2 separate regions of the Hordeum vulgare genome follow, and region 1 is linked to region 2. The links are chromatin contacts, called in public Hi-C maps. All regions are on one chromosome and are shown on one strand. The core of a region is the stretch at or near the end of the contact, and the rest is flanking DNA. Distances in the headings are between cores, read along the strand shown.

Region 1 (2,979 bases), core at 157-2,656, 590 kb after region 2:
GGATGCAATTTGCGGGGTTAATTAAATCAGACATGCCTAGGATGGTATGGAAGATTTGGGCGCCGCCTAAAATTAAATTATTCTCATGGCTCATCCTTCAAGACAGAGTGTGGACAGCGAATAGACTAGCCCGTAGAGGATGGCCAAATTGTGGCCTCTGTCAGCTTTGCAAAATAGAACCGGAAACTGCTACCCATCTCTTTTTTAAATGCCGCTACTCGGTCAGGATTTGGAACTCAATCAATGACTGGCTGGGGATTCCTTCACAGACCAACTCATGGGCAGATCTCCCGTCTGTCCAGAAGTGCTAGGATGCTGATGGCCTAGCCACCAGCACATGCAAAAAGGCCTTAAAATATCTGAAGATGCTAATATGCTCGGTAATTTGGAACGAGAGGAATGCCAGGGTATTTCAAAACAAGGCATCCTTGCCTGCCCATGTTGTTGCTTCTATTAAGGTCGAGGCACAATTATGGATAAAAGCTGGAGCTAAGTCTCTTGGAAACATTTTCCCGGAGGCATTTAACCTGTTTCCTATTTTGGCCTGAGTGGCCATGTAACCATAAATCTGTACTGCTCTCTTCTTAATTAATTCGATGAGGCAAATATTTTGCCTCCGTTTCAAAAAAAAATCATAACTTGTCAGAAATAGAATCTAAAAATAAAGATACCCGCATGGTTTTTTTATGGGCAATATCTAATGTGATTTATGCGAAGCAATTTTAATTAGTGACCAAGTAGAATCAATATTTTACGTACTAGAAAGCAGTTACGGAAGCAAAGAAAGTCAGCGAGGGTACCGAGCGTGTTCAGCTAAAACAGATACACGAAACAATCAATTAACGAACCAATCTAACAAACCATGTGTGGTCCATGCTAGCAGATAGAACGGCTAACATGCTTCTATTCCAATGGTCTCAAACTAGTCGATGAGAGGCAAGGGATCAGTAGTCTGATCCCTAGCGCTGTCATTATGTAATTAAATAGCACATGCTTTGGATGTGAAGGAAACCTAATTATCGGTGTGCCTGACTGAACGTCTGACAAATATGGTTCGTGTGTAGCTCTTTCGGCGGCAAGTGATTTGGCTTCACGCACTGTTTAATGCAATGCATTGATTTCAAAAAAAAAGGTACGTACGGGCTACAACTTCAGTTTGCTTCGGAAAGCTGGTACCAGGACTTTCTCAAAAGAAAAAGAAAAACTGGTAGCAGGAGACCCGCATATTTTACTCGTGCTGGAATGAATTCACCGCAGGCCGCAAAAGTGGTCAGTTAGACTGCTCAAAGTATCACATCAGAATACCTCCCAAGTCCAGAAACAAAACTCAAACCCGGTCTTGGCCATGTCTGCGTCGAGACAGATTCCTGGCGCCTTCTGCCCGGGCGCGGCGACGGCGATGGGATTCATGGCATGGGTCACGGTCACCCTGATGGGCAGAGCTCAGCATGCGTCAGCTCGTAACACGGATCTCACGCGTCTTGGTTCTTCATGTCAATCTCAGATTGATTTGTCACATTTATCCGTGCAGGCAGGGACGCAAGAGAAAAGCAATACGTGACGGCGTGCGTGGCCTGGTATCACAAATCCACGTCGCCGGATATACAGGGTATAGAATACGTGGTCCGGTGCCGACGTTGTTAGTCGGCCAACACACATCATTGTTAAGCTGTTATGATGTGACAACTGTCACACGCTCCCTCACGCGTTGATGGTTTTAGAGAATCTACACGCTCTCACTAAGACTGACTGTAGGTGCACTTATAAAAGCTAATCATAAATTTAATTGGTAACGCGTCATTTTTTACCAATGTCATTTTTTTTTTAAATAACGGTAACGTTGACATATTTGTTATGTCATTACTAATACCCATAGGGCATTTCGAACCGGTCCTCTATAACAGAGTATATTTAGCTTATATTTAACTTTTTATTTCATTAATTGGTACCTAACAGATCCCCAATACGGATTAAGGGAGCATAATTTTATTTCTTTTTCTAGAAAAGTCCTATTTATACCCACTTTGTCCTCCGTCGAGTAGAACGGTGCATTTCTTCCTTGTTGCCACTCCTGTGACGTCCTCGATTTAATCGTATGCTAATCATACACGCAATGCATACGATCAAACTCAAAGACTCACGGGAAGATATCACAACACAACTCTAAATACAAATAAAACAATATCAGCTTCATATTACAAGCCAGGGGCCTCGAGGGCTAAAATACGTAAGCTCAATAAACACACAAGTCAGCGGAAGCAACAATATCTGAGTACACGCATAAAATATGGGGTGCCTTAGAGAAGGCTAACACAAAATATACAACGATCGAACGAGGCGAGGCCTCTTGCCTGGGAACCTCCTAACTACTCCTGGTCTTCAGCGGCCTCCACGTAGTAGTAGGCACCGTCGATGTAGTAGTCGTCGTCGGCGGGAACCTCCATCTCCTGGGCTCCATTATCTCGTCGCAGCAATGGATCAAGAGGGGAAAGGGGAGCAAAGCAACGGTGAGTACTCATCCAAAATACTCGCAAGTCTTACATCAGAACTATTCTAGGTATGCATCAGTATTAAAAACAGGGTGGTTATATGTGGACCGACTGCAGCAATGCGAGAATAGAGAGAGAATGCCTAGTCCTATCGAAGACTAGCATCTTCAGGGTCTTGCAGCAATAGACGAGAGTAGAACAGGTGTAACACATTAATAGTCATATTGTTGGAGGAGTATTAAAGTGAGGTCACGCCCAGAGATCCTCCCTCGACTCCCTGCGAGGAAGCAATCCCGAGGCAACTAAATCTAGTTAAGTAAAATTGTAGTTGTATAAGATCAGGGCACAACTCCAAGTCGTCCTGTAACCGTGGACACGGTTATTCGAATAGATAAGTTCTTCCATGCAGGGGTGCACAACATATTCCCCGACGTGCTCGATAACACTCTGGCCGGACACACTTTTCTGGGTCCTACCCGGCCTCGGAATA
Region 2 (2,770 bases), core at 157-2,656:
TACGTTCGTAGACGCTTTTGGTCAGTTCAAGGGATAACCCTTCGTACGTTCGTAGACGCTTTTGGTCAGTTCAAGGGATAATGAGGAAGGAAATAGAAAATGTGGACACGTCCACAGACGTTTAGGGAGTCATGTTTGCTATGTTTATAGATGCTCTAAGAATGGTTGAACCAAGAGCAACTAGGGACACATTTAGTAGGTTGCATATAGCTGGGTCTGGCGGACCGTTTGGTTGTGTACAAGGAGCTGTGATTCGCATCGGCACGAAACTTAAAGTATCCCATAGTCTGATTCGTTGCTAACGTTTTGAATCGTTTGTTTCCAGCGAGCCAGGTTAAGTCGGGTGCAAAAGCAAGACGCCACGTAGGGTGCAGTACAGGGGGTTCGGTCGAAGATGGCGGGAGGAGAGAAATTGGTGGAGGCGGTATGGCGCGAATATACCCTCATCATCCCATTTACTCGCTCATCCCTAATCAGACCCTGGCGGGAAAATGAACCGTTTGGTTGCGTGCAATGAGGCCTGATTTACATCGGGACGAAATTTAAAAACACCCCACAGGCCGCTCGAACCGGTCGTTTCCAAAATCATGCGCTCAAATCTCGAACCGTTTTTACTGTTGGATTTCTCGTGTTAAGATCTTCAAAACTAGATGCCATGTTGAAAGGTTTTGACGAAAAGAAAAATCAGAAAAAGGGGACAAAAAATCGTGCCTCTTGCGATAAAAAACAAAAAATGCATTTTTTCGCCTTTTCCCCTTTCCGGGAGACATGGTCGTGCGTCTATCAGGGCAAAAATGTGCTTCTCGCGAAAGCAAAATCATGTCTCTCGCGAAAAAAACACGTATTTTTTCTCTTTCCGAGAGGCACGGTCATGCCTCTCACGAAGGCAAAATCATGCCTCTCGCGGAAGCAAAACAGTGCCTCTTACAAAAAAACGGAAAACGCATTTTTTCCTTTTCGAGAGGCACGAGCGTGCCTCTCGCGAAGGCAAAATCGTGCCTATCATGAAAGACAAAACCATGTCTTTCGCAAAAAAACCATGAAACGTGTTTTTCCACGCAAAAAAAATGATTTTTATCCGTCAAGAAGCTAAGAAAAACCGATGAAAAAACGAAACACAAAAAAAAGTAAAAAACCATTTTAAAAAACCAAAAATGCATCCAGATTTTATATAAAACAAAAAAATTCGAAAGAAAAGCTGAAAGCGCGACATATGACGACGGCTGAGAATGGGTTAAATGATGATGCAATGGGAGTGCTTGCTGGCAGACTTCCGAAAAACACTCACTACCTAGTTGCTCTCTCGAAGCATGGGTAATAAAATATTCATAACAATCTTTGACGGACCACGGTCTAGTTCGGCCCGAGAAAGCTGCGCCCATGCTGGTGCCCCTACCGCCGAGCCACTGCAACACGGGACCTCCTATACACCGCGTTCTGCGACACATTCCCGATCAAACAAACATGAGGACTCCTCCCTGGACCGGCCCAATATATTATGCCTATAGCCCAGTATCGAAAATACAGGAAAAAAAACAAACGCTTGATCGGAATTAAACCCAGAACATCCAGCATTCATTCACCGACTCAGTTTTCGTGACACACAAATAGTACTAGCATTTAAGAAACCATCAACCAGAACGACATGTTGTACGAAATCAAACGGATACTGTCGCGGCCGGTCCACACACTGTAGTGAACCAATCATTGGTACTGTAGCTATGATTTTTTTAGAAGATTTTTCAAAAACAAGACTAGTATTAAGTATGAAACGTTTGTTGGAAAACACAAACATGTTTGAAATACGAATTGATTTCAAATATTCAAAGTTTTTCTAAAACGTCACCACTTTCAAAAATGTGAATCTTTTAAACTCCCAAAAATAATTTTAAAACAGAACCAACTTTTGTAAACACGAATTTTTTTTTAAACTCCCAAACAAAAGAAAAAAAACGCAAACAATTTTGTAAACGTGAACATTTTTGGAAAATTACAAACAAAATTCAAAAACCTTATTGGGATTTTCAAAATACGAATAGTTTTTCGAAAATACGAACATTTTTCTCAAATTACGAACAATACGTTGAAAAACGTAACATTTTTTGAAATATACGAACATTTTTGGAAAACAAGCAAACATCTTCTGAAGAAATTTGAAATATATGAACAAAATTGTAAAAGTATAAACATTTTTCGAATTGTGAAGAAATTTTGAAATTGTGAACTTTTTCGAATTGTGAACAAATATTGAAACAGGAACAAAATTCAAATTCGCGAACAAAATTATAAAATGATGAATATTTTTAGAATTGTGAACAAATTTTGAAACCAAGAATAGTTTTCAAATTGTGAACAAATATTGAAACATGAACAATTTCAAATTCGCAAACAAAATTATAAAATTAAGAACTTCTTTCCAATTATGAAAAAAAATTGGAACCACAAACAGTTTTTGAATTGTGAACAAATTTTGAAATATGAAAAAGTTATAAAATTATGAATTTTTAAATTTGTGAGTAAATTTGAAAACCATAAAAAAATTCGAATTTTGAACGTATTTGCAACATGAACAAATTTAAAATTCGTGAATAAAATTATAAAATTATGGACATTTTTTGAATTATGAACAAATAATTTCTTAATTGTGAATACATTTTAAAACCATGAATATTTTGCGAATTGTGAAGAAATTTGAAATTTTAAAACGCGAACAAATTTTGAAACTGTGAAAATTTATTATGAAGTAAACTTGCAAAAAATAAAATATATA

The links. Hi-C and Micro-C count contacts between places; a contact is called where the count stands out from the background.
Region 1: a Hi-C map of leaf shows a contact between it and region 2, with 4 times the contacts expected there. The contact joins two enhancer-like sites. A contact is called at or near these places in 3 of 6 Hi-C or Micro-C datasets (leaf and seedling).

Annotation. Positions count from the first base shown.
Region 1 is chr5H:286,681,050-286,684,028 of MorexV3_pseudomolecules_assembly, forward strand. No RefSeq gene overlaps it. Among protein-coding and RNA genes, the nearest start is that of LOC123395658, 200 kb to the left of the region's middle. Within about 2 kb of position 1,407, at least 2 of the 3 cell types and tissues checked have open chromatin away from gene starts, as enhancers often do. A contact at or near this core is called in leaf, where this site is marked.
Region 2 is chr5H:286,093,790-286,096,559 of MorexV3_pseudomolecules_assembly, forward strand. No RefSeq gene overlaps it. Among protein-coding and RNA genes, the nearest start is that of LOC123395893, 270 kb to the left of the region's middle. Within about 2 kb of position 1,407, at least 3 of the 3 cell types and tissues checked have open chromatin away from gene starts, as enhancers often do. A contact at or near this core is called in leaf, where this site is marked.